2 separate regions of the Mus musculus genome follow, and region 2 is linked to region 1. A link is a contact called in public Micro-C data. All regions are on one chromosome and are shown on one strand. Each heading gives the region's core, a stretch centred on a gene start, on an enhancer-like site or on the middle of the called end of the contact. The rest is flanking DNA. Distances are from core to core; before and after follow the strand shown. Region 1 has its middle 140 kb from the start of Gm40736. Region 2 has its middle 170 kb from the start of Gm31592.

Region 1 (7,209 bases), core at 2,155-4,654:
TGAAGTTCAGGGAAGCATTTATAGGCAAGATGAGGAGGATGACACAGGGTATCTCGGAAAAGTAATTCTTGGCTGTGGAGATTAATAACATGTGTGGTCTCAGTTTAAAATGGAAAGGTTCTAGACAGATGTCCTTACAGAGGTGTTGATGGTAAGGGGTGTGTGTATGTGTGTGTGTGTATGTGTGTGTGTGTGTGTGTGTGAGTGTGTGTATGTGTATTTGTATATGTGTGCGTATGTTTGTGAGTATGTATGTATGTATGTATGTATGTATGTATGTGAGTGTGTGTATGTGTGTTTATATGTGTGTGTGTGTGAGAGAGAGAGAGAGAGAGAGAGAGAGAAAGAGAGAGAGAGAGAGAGTTTGTAAGGTTGTGGTGGTAGCCTTTGTTTAAGGATGTGGTCCTGGCAGCCTCCTGAGAATAGTTCTCACAATCAGACTTAAAGGAGAAGGTCCACCCCATCATAACCTACAGGCTTTATTTATTTTGGTTAATGTTTGATAAAAGTGGCCTCATGTTGATTCTGATAATTCTTACTTTTTTTTTTTAAATGAAAATAGCTTAATTGCTCAGGAGTACCTAGCTTTCTTTCTCATGTAAAATGAGAAAGTTCCCATTGAAACCTGGGAAGACAACAATCTTGAGGAGTCTCCATGCTCTGGTTGTGGGTACGATGGGAAGGTCTGTGCCTACTGGGTACAACTGAACCCACCTCTCTCTCCTTCAGGCATTGTGAGGCCATCTCTGCCCCTGAACTGTTTCCTATAGAAACATAAAGCTGCTCACTATCAGCCTTCTGGAACTCTCCCTCTCTGCCTCCTAACTCAAAGCTGGACTCAGACTTTGTCCCTGGTCGAATCTGACACCCCATGATAGCTCTAGTTCCATCTTAAGACAGACTGGATAGACATGGACTTGCAGACAGGGATGTCACTTATGTGAGCAACGGAGTCATTTTGTGGCCTCTTCACAAACACTGGTTGCAAAAATGTGACATTTTTCTCCTCTTAGAGAGTTTTAAGGTAAGCTGAAGGGATGCAAAGATTAAAAAAAAATGGTGACTCATTCTCTATCAGGTCCTCCCATAACCTATAACCTATATCCCATAACCCATAACCCATAGCCCATAGCCCATAGCCCATAACCCATAACCCATAACCCATAACCCATAGCCCATAGCCCATAGCCCATACCCATACCCATAACCCATAACCCATACCCATAGCCCATAACCTATAACCCATAACCCATAACCTATAACCCATAACCCATAACCCATAACCCATAGCCCATAACCCATAACCCATACCCATAGCCCATAACCCATAACCCATACCCATAACCCATAACCCATAACCCATACCCATAGCCCATAACCCCATGCAGGTGCAGTGTCTACCTAGCATAAAGTTGGCTCTCTGTCACAGGGAGAAGATATGCTGCTAGTTTTCATTTCTTGAGTGTTGCCCATATGTAGAAAGGGCAAGGGCAAAGCTCACTCTGTGTTCGCTCTACAAAGTGAGCAGCCAGGTACTCTGCTACTTCCCCAGCACTGGGGCATCCTATTCCAGAGATAGGCATCCCTCTCTTCATCTCTCTCATCCATCTTTCAAGGAGGGCTCCCTTTCAACAGGCTCTCCATGATTTCTCTAGCTGCAGCTGCTTCTTTGCTTTGAGTCTTGACTTGAACACTTAGCAACACTGCACTTCTGTAATATACAGCAACCTCAGGCATGTAACCAAGTCTCAGGCACCGAACTGCACTTGGTGAACTGGCCTATGCACAATATTTTATAAGCTGTCTTGATCGCCACCATCAGTTGGGGGGTCTCTTTAGCTTAGGTACGTGTGTACATAATATCTAAAATGAGTTCTTTTACTGAGGCATTATGAAGATAATAAGACTATTAGCCATCTAAACTTATCTTTGAGACAATGTGGGGTCATCATGTAAAATTATTTATAATTAAGAACTACCAATTAAACATAGGTAGTCTGCTGTTGCACACCCCTGTCCCTTCATTAAGCAGTAACTGTGATAATTGTGATAACTGTATAGCAGTGTGGTCACCATTTGTATTCTGGGCTATTGTTTTTTTTTTTTCTTTCTTCTTTGTATTATGCAAGTTGCACTAGCATGTGGCTCCCCCCCACCCCCCTGCACGTACTGGATAGTACTGATCTTCCACACATCTTAAGGTGTTGCTTTCTCTTTCCAGAGGTCTTCATGCTATTTGCTGAAATCACCAAGTCTTTGGCCTTTTATTTCATCCCAGATCCTTCCACTTTCCCTTCTTCTGCAGAGGTAGGAGATTCCTTCTCTTTGTTGCGAGATCACATGAGCTGCTGCTTGGTGGAACTCTGAGTTGAAACTTGATTCTCCATTGGGGTTTGCTTGTGGTGGCCAGAATCTCACCTACTTCTCATCCTCTTCGAGGAGCCATGGTGGAGGAAGTTTTACAGCTGAGCCTTGGTGTGCTCTGTCTCTAGGGAGACCTATCTCATGGTGGTGTTTGTGGTATACCCTTATCTCCTCTACTAGTCTGTAACCTCTTGAAGATGTCAACAGTATCTCACTCCATTTGTAACCTCCAGGGCTCCTAGCAGGGTTGCATAGGATAGATGCTCATGAAGTGCTTAATGGATTGGATTGCATTAGCTATTACTCTGAGTGCACAAAAAAGGGGTGCTGGAACTCTGAAGAGCCTTAATTCACCTCATGGGGCTACCCAGAGACACTGTCAGGTTTAGTTTATACACCCGGCTCTCCACGGGTAATGTCAATGCCAATTAATGCGAAGCTTCTGCAGCCAAGAGAAAACACATTTTCACCCACAGGCTGATAAGTTCCTTCTCTGCTGTATATCCAAGTGATCATAAAGCAAAAAGACCCCTGGGATTCTATTCTATTTAGGCAAAGGCAGGTGTGCTGGGGGAAGCTTTGGGTTTGTACACAAACACAGAAAGCTGGGCTTATTTTTGCAATTACTCGCAAAGGCTGCCCATGTTTTCCAGCATGTAAATTAGGACTTGAAGGAAAACATCTAATTGCATTTCGCTCCAACTAATTGCCAACTCAAAATTTTAGATTAGTGTGCACACCATACTTAATTTTTTTGTTGCTGTTATTAATAACACACTTAGCTCAGTAAGAAGGGAAATAACAAGCCAGAATTAAAGACTTGAGGGCTGCCCCACTAAGAAAAAAAATGCTTTGGGTGATGTGCTAAGGAACCAATGAGAGATGTGTCAAAGCCACAGCTGAAATATCAGACAAAGATCGCCCGCATATTGTGCCTTTGAGTTGGTTTGCTTGTGAAGGCACTAGGAATTAGGAAGTAGATTTGGAGTCATTGCGTGTGTTCTGCCACAAGGAGGGGCCATGGTTACAACCATGAACGTGTCCTTGACTGTGTTATACTGGTAGCCTTTCCTGTGTCAAAACCAAAACCTACTTAAAAGGCCTTCTCCGAACACCGTGCCTCACATCCGGAGAGAATGGTCTGGTCTTTTGTGAGTAATATAAATGTACCGTGATATCCCTGTGTTATTAGACGAACATTACAAAGCATGACAGCATCATAGTCACACACACAAAATAAGGACACGCTACATTGTTGACTGGAAATGAAAAAGCTTTGCCACATGTCATGAAAAGGTAACTGGCAGCTCCTGGTTTTTGCTCCCCCCCCCACCTTTTCCAGCAATTGTTATTCTCTGAAGGACACAATGAACTTTTTGTCCTAAACGCAGAAGTAGGGGTGGGAAATGCATCTCGGAAACTCAATTTAGCAATACAGGTTTGCAAATGTATTTACCGTGGAGCAGACTTTATTCAAAGATGCTTATTTCTGGCTCGCTAAGTGAAGGGGCAGAAGGGAGGCTGGCTGAACTTTGGAAAAAAAAATGTAGTTCTGCCCAATCAGACCACTGCATTCCCTATACAGTTCTTTAACAGGTACTGGGTATGCCAGGTATGGCACTGTATGCATCAGGTGCCCCCGTGAGAAGGCTCAGCAAGATGTCTATCATTGTCAAGTTTCCAGACAGGTGGAGAGCAGATGTTACCAAAAAAAAAAAAAAATAGACATAAGCAAATATATGCCTATAAATTGTGCTCGGTGCTGTGAGGGGAAGTTCAGGGAGTGATTAAGACCACGAAAGTTGCATCTAATTGAAATGGGGGACGGTCTGAGGAAAACCTCTCCCAGAAATAACATTTAAGCCGAAACCTGTGGGATGAGGAGTGTTTAGCGAAAGCAGAGGGAACAGATCTTTCCAGACAGATGGGAGGACAGGTGTGAAGGCCCTGCAGTTGGCACATCGTGGGGAGTGGAAGGGAACACCTGGGATGGAGCTTGGTGACTGAGAGGGAGAGATCTGAAATGAGCTGGGAAGACTGACAAAAGCAGGAGAGACCACACAGCAACCCCCCCCCCCACCCCCCGCCACCCCCACACTGGAAGCCATGACAGGGCACTTCAGTTTTCATCTCCAAAGCCACAGAAAGATACTAGAGGGTGGAAGGGGATGGGTGAGGAAGCCAGTTTAAAGAAACCTCAGCACCAAGCAGAAAGGAGGGGATGAGTAACATCCAGGAAACCTGTTGAAAGTCCATTCAATTGATAAGAGAGTGGGTAATTTTCCTCTTCCCTCTCTGTGGTGATTTGAATAAGAATAGATCCCATAAGCTCATCGATTTACATATTTGGTCCCCAATTAGCAGGACTGTTTGGGGACTGTTAGGAATTGTGGTGTGTTACTGGGGCTGGCTTTTGAGGTTTCAAAAATCCCCACCAATTTGACTCTCTCTCTCTTTCTCTCCCTCTCTCTTTCTCTCTCTCTCTCTCTCTACACACACACACACACACACACACACACACACACACACACACACACACACACACCTTCTTGGTTATGTCTAACGATGTTGATTTCAGCAGCTGCTCCAGTATTGTGGCCGCCTGCCTACTGCTCTGCTCCTAGCCATGATGGTCATTAACTTTAACCCGTTGAAATGGTAGGCTCCAAATAAATTCTTTTTTCTATCAATTTCCTAGGTTGTGTAGTATCCTATCACAGCAATAGAAAAAAAAATAAGTAAGACACCCTCTAATCTATTCTCTGTCGCCTCAGGCCAAACAAGGTGTGTTTCCCCACCAACCTGGTCAGATCAGGTTGCTTCTGTGTAGGTTGAACCATTGGGAGACTGTGGAGGGAGACTGAGAGGTAGAGAAAGGAGGAAGCCGAGATTTTACTCCTTGACTCTCCTTGCTGAACGAGGCATCTTCAGCTGTTGGCTGGTGTCAGATGCTGCTGGGTGGAGCCACCGAACAGTGCTGCTGTCCATGGTCGCAGATCCTACAGGACACTCTTATGCATGCTTCATGTTTCTGCTTGGCTTCCCCAGGTCTTGGGCTCCATCAATGTGTCTTCCTTCTTGAGCTGTAAGGCAGTTCCCTGTTCATGCTAATTTCCACTTTGCAAGATCATCCTTGGGCTGGCCTTGAACTCTTTCCACCCTTTTGTGAAATGGACTCTCTTTATCATGGTCATCCATGCAGAGCTTGCACTTTTATTTTCCTAAAATGTACTCTGAGGCAATGACACCAACAACAGTTTAAGTCCTAAATGGTAAGCAACATTGAAGAGCCCATGGATGGACCTGAGACAATGCTTGGAATTCTCTGTGAGCCTCGTAAGACAGTAAGACCATATAGAAATGAGAGGGAGCTGTGAGCTATATACCCAGAGTTTCTTAGAACTCTGAGCAGGATTCTCCCGTCCAATGGATCCGAGTGGTCACTGGATCACCCCAACATAGTGTGGAAGTGCCAAGAAGGCCCTCATCAGTGACCATGCAGTAGGCAATGATTGGAGTCAAGCAGGACTGTATGCACAGTCTCTTGCCTTGTCATTCTAATTTCTAAAGCTGAGGTCTAGATAATCTTCCTGGGACTACAGAACAACAACAACAATAACAACAAAACAAAACAAAAAACAAAACAAAACAACCCCCCCAAACCCAAAACCAAAAAAATGGAATAAAACTCTTTGCAAGTATATACCCTTAACATAATAAGCAAGTCTTCCTTTGTTAATAAGTGATGCTTTACCTAGGAATTTCATAGTTCTTGTTTCCTTTTAAAGGATGACCAGTAACCCTTCTTGCTTTGAAACAGTAGACCTTTGCAGTTACCATCAGTTTTTCTGAGCTCTGCGCATCTGTGGAACTCTGTTCCATCATACCGGATGATGGACAGTTTGTCTGTGGAGATGATCTGTTCTTCTTTCCCTTCCTGCCCAGGTGAATCACCACAGGTATTAGGAGTCTTTGAAGCTACAGGATGTGTGGAGGGATTGAGTGAGACACTGCTGACCTTTTGGGGTGGCCAAGAGCATGCTGGTCAACGGGGTGGTGGTAAGCCATGTCTTTGGGTCTCTCCAGCTGCAGAATAAGCTTTCCCTGAAGATTTTTTTGGAGTTTCTTTTATAGCATATTTATGCATCTCCAGGCACTGAAAATAATGGCCAAGAGATTAATATATAAAGATGGGTGTTATTGGACTACTGTAATCATTTTAAGAGCTGTGGGCCTGGGAAAATTCCCTTTCCTCTCTTTCTCTTCCCTCCCCTCCCTTCCCTTTCCCTTCCCCATCTTGTTCCTTGCAGTAGCAACTCAACCAACAAGAATTCAGAGGATGTGTCATGTGATTATTAGGGACAAATGATGTCAAGTGCTCTGAAGTTTGTGAAAAAAAGTACAAGTCAGAGATGTACTCTAAAATGTCCAGTATTTTAGATTAGAGTGGGGAGACCAATATGTTAATCTCAGTGGCATTCTTTGTAATTGAGATCTTGAGAAGGTTGCATAGTGATAGCCACCCTGTGTCAGTTCATCCTTCATATGAAAGGATTGAGCTCTAAATTCACTAAGCCCCTTTATAATTCTATGCTAATAGGCTCAGTTATGGTGGTCTCAAGAACAGATATAGGCATTTTGTCTTCAGAATCCTTCCATATTGTTGAAATGTTATCAAGGGCCCCAAGGAGTGTTTAAATTATATCTCTTATATTTACCATATAAAATTTAAGCCTCAGTACTTAAAAGTAGCCATCTACAAAATTATGTTTTCTGACCAAGTGCCCACAATTTCCCCTCTGTTACCCACTGAACTTTGGGTAGATCAAATTTTAATTAGGCTTC
Region 2 (7,209 bases), core at 3,097-5,596, 170 kb after region 1:
GGTCTGATGAAGCATGGTTCTTCCTTTTCTACTGTTGGCTGGTGTCTACTTAAGTGGTGTCCGTTCTGTGTCCACAGCTCATATGTCCCAGTACCCCTGTCCATTTCCCTTACATAGGAGCTCTTCTTTGTGTCTTCCTCCATATCCTCTGTTCTCCATGTAGGTATTGGAAAAATGCTAAGGACATATGAAACAGGTCTTCCTGTCCAGCTTCTTGGTGCCGTTCTCTGGACATCATGTCTCAAGATCTGGTCAATTTTATAATCTGAGCTACTGATTTGATCCGAGGTGGTTGAATCTGCTGGGGAACTATAGAGCTATGCTAAGATGCTGGACTGATCTTAAGGACTGGGCAAATGTCTTGGGAATATTTAAGAATGGTGACATCTGCCTCTCCACTCGTGGGATATGTTTCTGACATGGTCAGAGATTCAGCCCTGGAAAGAGAGGCAGAATGGCCCAGTGTAAGGTGAGGTAGCTCATAAAAGTATACGTTAGGACTTTCTCGTCTATGAAAGAAAAATCCGTAAGTGACAAGATATCTCACTGAGTCATTTTTCTTCCCATGTCTTACAAAGCCCTTGTGCTTGGCACATGCACAGATTAGGTTTACAGATGCTGTAAGGCAATTCATTCTGCCCTGAATCTAATGTCAGTAAATTTGGAAGGCAGTCAGCACAATGTGTTTCAGGCAGGAAAAATATTGTCATTATTTTTTAAACCCTCTATTGTTTTTATTCAATCTGCTACGAAACCATGACTAAATCACTTCCTCTTTACATTTAATTTTTAATTTTGTGCTATCTTTTCACAATGAGGTTGAGTCCTCCGCCCTCGTCCCCTGACATCCTAGCTGAACAGTTGTCGAAGGGGTTTATTTCAGTAAAAAAATGATTACCGGTATCTATAATGGAATTGTAATAACTCAATACTGTTTTATAAATTTTTGATTCACTCTGCATTTTTTATTTGACAGCTTGCCAAGTTCTGGTTTTTATCTGATCATCTTGGCATCAATAATGCATGAGGTTGAGATCTTCTGAAGACGGACACTTTTTCCCCCTTTGCCGAATGCTTTGCTTTTGCCAGCAAAAATATTGATTTGAATTTAATAATCTGTAGTCCATTTGGTTTGATCACACTTAGCAGGAAACCCTAATAAGAACTATGGCCACATATCCGCCAACATAGAATCAATTACTCTTCTCTAATAAATGCAGTCATTGAACACCTGATCCATACTATTGCTAGAGATGTGTAATTGATTACAGGGTTGACACCATTGAGATATGAATGGCCCCAGTTTTCCCTATTCAGGGCCTTTCAACAATAACAAAAGATAATCAAAAGGACCCGACGCTATAGAAAGATGGTCGTAATTTCTTGTCACCTCCATCAACATACATTTTGTCAACATTCTGCTCTTACCAGATTGTAAAAATGCTGCTGAACTCAGTCTGTGCTCGCTCCCAGCTGTTCCTGTTAAAGATGACGGCGTGAGTAACAAGCCAGCCCCATCACCTGCCTCCAGCATTGTTATAAATAATCAGCATCAAGAAAATGAACTGACTGGAATTCAGGAGGGCCCTACACTAACACATCTTCATCCATTGTCTTATTTTCATGCAATGTAACCAAGGACATCTTTTAAAATTCCCATCTGAAATAAATGACAAAATGCAGATGATGGCCTAACCCAGTGCTAGAGAAATAATCAAATAAGAATATCTGCGTTACCATGTACACACTGGAGTATTTTTTAAAACTCTCCACGCCATTTTAATATGTAGCTGAGGATGAGACCCAGTGCTAGAAGGTGGAAGGCTACCTTCATTGGGGCTGAGTAGTTAGTGGTCATCATGGGCTTACTAGAGATATGGGAACTTCAGGACCTCTCTCACATCCACTGTCTCAGGATAAGCCTTCAGGAAGCCCACTCCCAAATGATTTTTAGGCACATTAAGACTTGACAAGCTTTGATATAAATTGCCATTCCATAAAATACTCTCAAGTCAGGAAAAGTGAACATTAAAAGATGAGTGTCTTCTAGTGTTTCCAGAGGACATGGGATAGGTCAGTGGACTTTGCTTTGAGCACTTTTGAGTAACTCTGTTATGCCAGCTGCCAGATGTACGATACTGTGTAAGTCTCTTGTGATGGTTCAAATATTGGCTGTCCTCCTGGAGGTTCCTGGGTCAGACATTTAGTGTTCAGTATTACAGTGGGAGTCGCTAAGCTTTTAAAGGGGGCATTCTGAGGGTGGTAGGAGTCTGCTATTAGAAGAAATCATGGGTCACCCAGCCTCTCTGGCTTCTTGCCTTGCCATGTGATGTCTTTATGCACAAATTTCCACCAGGATATGATGCAGACATAGATCCTTCTGTAGGCTTAGCCAGTGTTCATGCCATCCTACCGTAAGCCAACAACATTGTATACTTTCTGTTTTCCTCAATAATTATTAATTAGAATGTAATTACATCATTTCCATTTTTCTTTCCTCTATCCAACCTCTCCTGACCCTCCATTATCTCTCCAGTTCAGTTTTCTTTGATTATTAGTTACATATGCACAGCATACACATACACACATACATACACATACATAAAGGTATCTATGCAAATACAACCTCAGGAGTTTGTGCTCTTGTATGCATATGATCTCAAGACTCATCATTTGGTATTGTCTAATCATTTAGGGGGCTCACCTCTGGGAAATAGAAATTCTCCCTCTCTCAGTGCTCATTAGTTATCTTTAGGGTTGTTTTTTTTTGGGGGGGGTCCTTGATATTTCCTCCTTCCACACTTAAATGTCTATTGTTATTGTCAAGGTTAGGTTATTGTTAGGAAGCCATATTATTGTGATATTGTGGGTGTACCTCCCCTTGACTTTAAGAAGGCACAGCCTCATAGCAGACTCCCTGGTCCTCTGGTTTTTACAGTTTTTCTGTCCTCAGCTCTTCTGTGATTTTTTTCCTAAGCCTTAGGTACAGGAGTTGTATGTAGATAAACTCACTGGGACTCAGGCTCCCCAGATTAATTGTTCTCTGTCTTTTGACAAATCATGGTTTTCTTTGATTGTTTCTGTCTGATCTGAAGATTTGGAACCACAGATAAGAGAGGATACTCAGTGTTTGCCTCTCTGGGTCTACCTCACTCAATATATTTTCTAGCTCCATGCGCTTACCTGCAAACTTCACAACTTTATACTTCTTTGTAGCTGACTTGTGTCCGGTGGTGCATATTTACCTCATTTTTATTATTCATTTGTCAGTTGAAGGACATTGAGGTTGTTACCATCCCCTAGTCCTTGTAAACAGAGTGGCAGTAAACACGGCCTTACAACTATCTGTAGAATAGAATGTTGAATCCAATGGCCATCAGTGAATGAGACTCATAGAAAAGATAGGTCATGGGGTAGATTATGTCTAGTAAGCCTAATAAATAAAGTTAGCTGCTCTTAGGTGTTTTTATAGCAAAAATTCAATTAACACACCACTCTATGTTTTAGTTTATTCACCTGTACTGGGATCTGAATAGCAACCGTTTCCCTGGAACTACTGTAAAATATGATCAAAAGATCACATGCAAAGTGCCCAGTACAAGTGCCAAATGCTCTACAAGGAAATGATATACTCTTCTTTGGCAATATTAATATTTAGGTTATCTTCCTTGGTAAAAAAAAAATCAAAACAAAACAAAACTATACCCACTCAGATGTCTAGAATGCTGGCAAAATTCTTATATGGAATGTATACGCTTATCCATGAAGCCGATTCAAGCTCCCTTTGGAGTCAACCTCCTTGTCTGTCTGGTGTTCTCAGCTCACACTTGATCCAGTGCCTCATTTACAGGAGGGACGACATAAAGGTTAATGGCAGCCTACAAAGCCAGTGCAGTGGAAAGTAGGCTCGGTCATTATGCTTCCCTAGCGCTCCGGTCTGGGTGACTTCAGCTTCATTTTCTTTGGGAGCCACTCATCATTGTGTGTAAAAGGACTCACAAAGCTGCCTTCCATGTGGGGCTAACTCTGTTCACGTAAATTTGGCCTGGTTTGGAAAGCTGTCTTGGCTCCTTCCCACCAAATCCAAACAGGGATTGGAGATTTTATTAAATGACTTGGGCCCAGCCTGCTCTGTGCTCTGAACCATTGATGGGAGCCAAAAATGTCCCCCGGTGTCCATAGAAACATTGTTTTTACTTTTCAAAATTAATCTAGCTGAATTTGCAAGGCTGCATCACCTCCATCAGAGATTCAGACAGCCAGGACAAAGAGCTGTTTTGATGTTCCCAGCTGGGAACCCTGCCCTCAGCAAATACAGTTGATATAAATAAATGGTCTCTTGCCTGCCTACATTCATGCCCATCTGCTTGGAGGGCATGGTGCCCAATCAAAAGTTGCCTAGACACTCTCCATGGGCACCAGTGCCAAGGAACAACGATTTCATGGCAGTCTGCCTGCGGCTGTGAATGCCATCTTTTCAGTGGTGGGTTCTCATCCTGGACCAGAACAGGGGTGTTGGCACTGCATGCTTCCTTAGTGTTGATCACACCTGTTGACAAGGCTGTGCCAAACTATAAGAAGAAGGAGAGAAAGAAAAGTGTGCGCCATGTAGGAGCATCCCTGAGCTCTCAAGGCCTAATGAGCTCACCGAGACAAATTCTAATTAAGCAGGGAAAAATCTTTGCCTGTGAATGCTCTTATGGGGCACAAGACTGGGACTCACTGGCCTTTATCGCATGGGTGGAATGCAATCTGTTCCCAGCTGGCAACACTACCCCTAATACAGGAAATATAACATAGAACGCTGGTCTTTGATGATATCAGGAACCAGGGGAACTGATCCCCTGGTTCCCAATTTTCACCCGCCTACTGGCAACAATGAAGTCTGATGTGTACACGTCACAAGATATAAAATCCAGGAGCTAAGTGTACTTTGTGTTGCTTGAACTTGAAAAAGGAAATAAAGCCAGTCAGGAGAAAGCAATGATGCGGGGACATTTTTATGATTATCAAAGTCAGTAAGTTCCCTCAGAGATTTTTAAGCAAAACCAGGGTTAAATTCATAGACTCAGATCACTAGGGGACCCAGAGAGCATCCTCATAGCAAAAGATGGTAAATTACTAATCCCTGGGCACTGTGGACCCCTAATGTGCTAAAAGCTGTGGTCTAAGCGATGAAATGAATTCCATGGTGACAGGTAGCGAGCAATCTGTATTGTTAAGAAAATTCTCAGGCATGCTACCTTACCCTGTGGGGGAAAAATCGGTGGAGTATGTCTGGCAGGAAGTACCAAGGAAGCATGCCTTATTTATATGAAAACAGCCACGTTGTTGATGCAACATTCAGTCCAATCGCTTAGCTCTGACTCTCCTGTCAACCAAAATTGGGGCTAAGTCGTTGTAGAGGCACGGGAATGTCTTTCCAAGGGGTCCAAGTGCTAATCACTGGTACTTGCAAATCTATGTAAGATTCCTGACAGAGGAGAAGAGACCCCACAGCTTGAAGGTGTCAAGGTTTTTGAGAGAGAGAGATTATGCTGGAATATCTTCAGACATCACTGCCATCACAAGGACCCTTCTCAGAGAACACGGCAACATGAAAAAGGCAGCAGAGCCGGTGATGTCATCTGGAGATGGATGGGTGCAAAGCCACTGGGAGCTGAAAAGGCAAAGAAATGGCTTCCCTCCTCTGAGCCTACAGAAGGAAACAAGTCCTTGTGATGCCTTGACTTTAGGCAAGAGTCTGATTTAGGAGTTCCTATAATCTACTTTAGAGTGTGCAAGAACAGCTCTTTTTCTGGAGTGGTGTGTGTGTGTGTGTGTGTGTGTGTGTGTGTGGTGTACACATGTGCACATTCCTGTGGAGGTCAGAGGTCAAGCTTAGCTGTAGTTCCCCAGGAGTCACCCACCTTTATTTTTGAGGTTGGATCTCTCATTGAAACTGCAGCTCCATCAAGGCTAGACTGGCTGGTCAGCAAGCCCATGGATCTGTGGGTCTTTCCACCTCACTAGCTACAATATTACAAGTATAAATCAACACCTTGGCTTTTTAAACATGGGTTCTAGAGATCCATCTTGGTTGTGGTGTGTGTGTGTGTGTGTGTGTGTGTGTGTGTGTGTGTGTTGTATCAGAGGTATTTATGAATGAGCTACCTCTCTAGCCTATTTCTTGTTTTTAAAGTTTCCAATGGAGCTGGAAAGATGGCTCAGCGGTTAAGAGCAGTGACTGTTCAATTCCCAGCCACCACATGGTGGCTCACAACTATCTGTTAATGGGATCTGATGCCCTCTTCTGTTGTGTTTGAAGAGAGACAGTGTCCTTACATACATAAAATAAATAGATCCTAAAGACTAACTAACTAACTAAACATTTTCCCTGTGATGGGATAACGATAGCAGGCACAGTGACCCTCCTATCCAGCTCAGTTGAAAATCTGAGCATAGCTTTGATTCCCTATAAACTTAGCTGCTCATGATCAGAAGTCTTACTGACACAAATGCACAGTACATCTTTTGTGTGTTACAAGCTATGAAAACTAGAGGGGACCCTCATATCTTTTCACCCTCATCTATAATTTATAATTGAGGACTCAATAGATATGATCAGTGTCAGAGGCCAGATATTACACTTGGCCAAAGGGGCTGGCTTCACAATTATGACTGAAGGACAGTACCTTAAGGCTCTGATCCAATACCACAGCTTTACTTTTGTTTATATTTCTCTCAACTATGCTTGTTCACATGTGTGATCTGTGTTATTTTCAACGGTACTGGTACACTTTAATTTTTAGTAGTAGATTTGCCTAAAGAGCTTTTGTAGTGATTATATAATTAACTGCTAGGTACATAGTGAAAAGCCACAACTTGCACGTTCCTCTTCTTGTTGTCTTACTATTTTTAGGATATGCAGCTTAATGCTTAAGTGGTGTAATGAAAATATCCACATAGAAGTGGGTCCACGCAGATAGAACCAACACTGCTCAGGAGTTTGCTGTCCCTGAGTTAGCTGTCTTGTTCCTTCAATACACTGACATGCTGTGGGGTTTGCTCTTAGGTTCAAAGATCATGATAGAACCCAATGTTGGGTTGTTTTTGTTTTTTGTTTTTCTCATTTTTCCTTCTTGACAATGTGCAAGTGTAAATTGTTAGAAAAAAAAAGGCTCTTTATATCAGGTCTTGTCATTTTGCTTGCAATGCTTAGCTTGACAG

The links. Hi-C and Micro-C count contacts between places; a contact is called where the count stands out from the background.
Region 2: a contact with region 1 is called in a Micro-C map of the AtT-20 cell line, with 3 times the contacts expected there. The contact joins two enhancer-like sites. A contact is called at or near these places in 6 of 484 Hi-C or Micro-C datasets (the AtT-20 cell line, cerebellar granule neurons, cerebellum and 1 more) and 1 of 115 datasets of contacts at active chromatin or transcription factors (embryonic forebrain).

What each region holds. Positions count from the first base shown.
Region 1 is chr10:91,542,932-91,550,140 of GRCm38.p6, forward strand. No RefSeq gene overlaps it. Among named protein-coding and RNA genes, the nearest start is that of Gm40736, 140 kb to the left of the region's middle. Within about 2 kb of position 3,405, at least 3 of the 459 cell types and tissues checked have an H3K27ac peak or open chromatin away from gene starts, as enhancers often do. A contact at or near this core is called in the AtT-20 cell line, where this site is marked.
Region 2 is chr10:91,715,800-91,723,008 of GRCm38.p6, forward strand. No RefSeq gene overlaps it. Among named protein-coding and RNA genes, the nearest start is that of Gm31592, 170 kb to the right of the region's middle. Within about 2 kb of position 4,347, at least 36 of the 459 cell types and tissues checked have an H3K27ac peak or open chromatin away from gene starts, as enhancers often do. A contact at or near this core is called in the AtT-20 cell line, where this site is marked.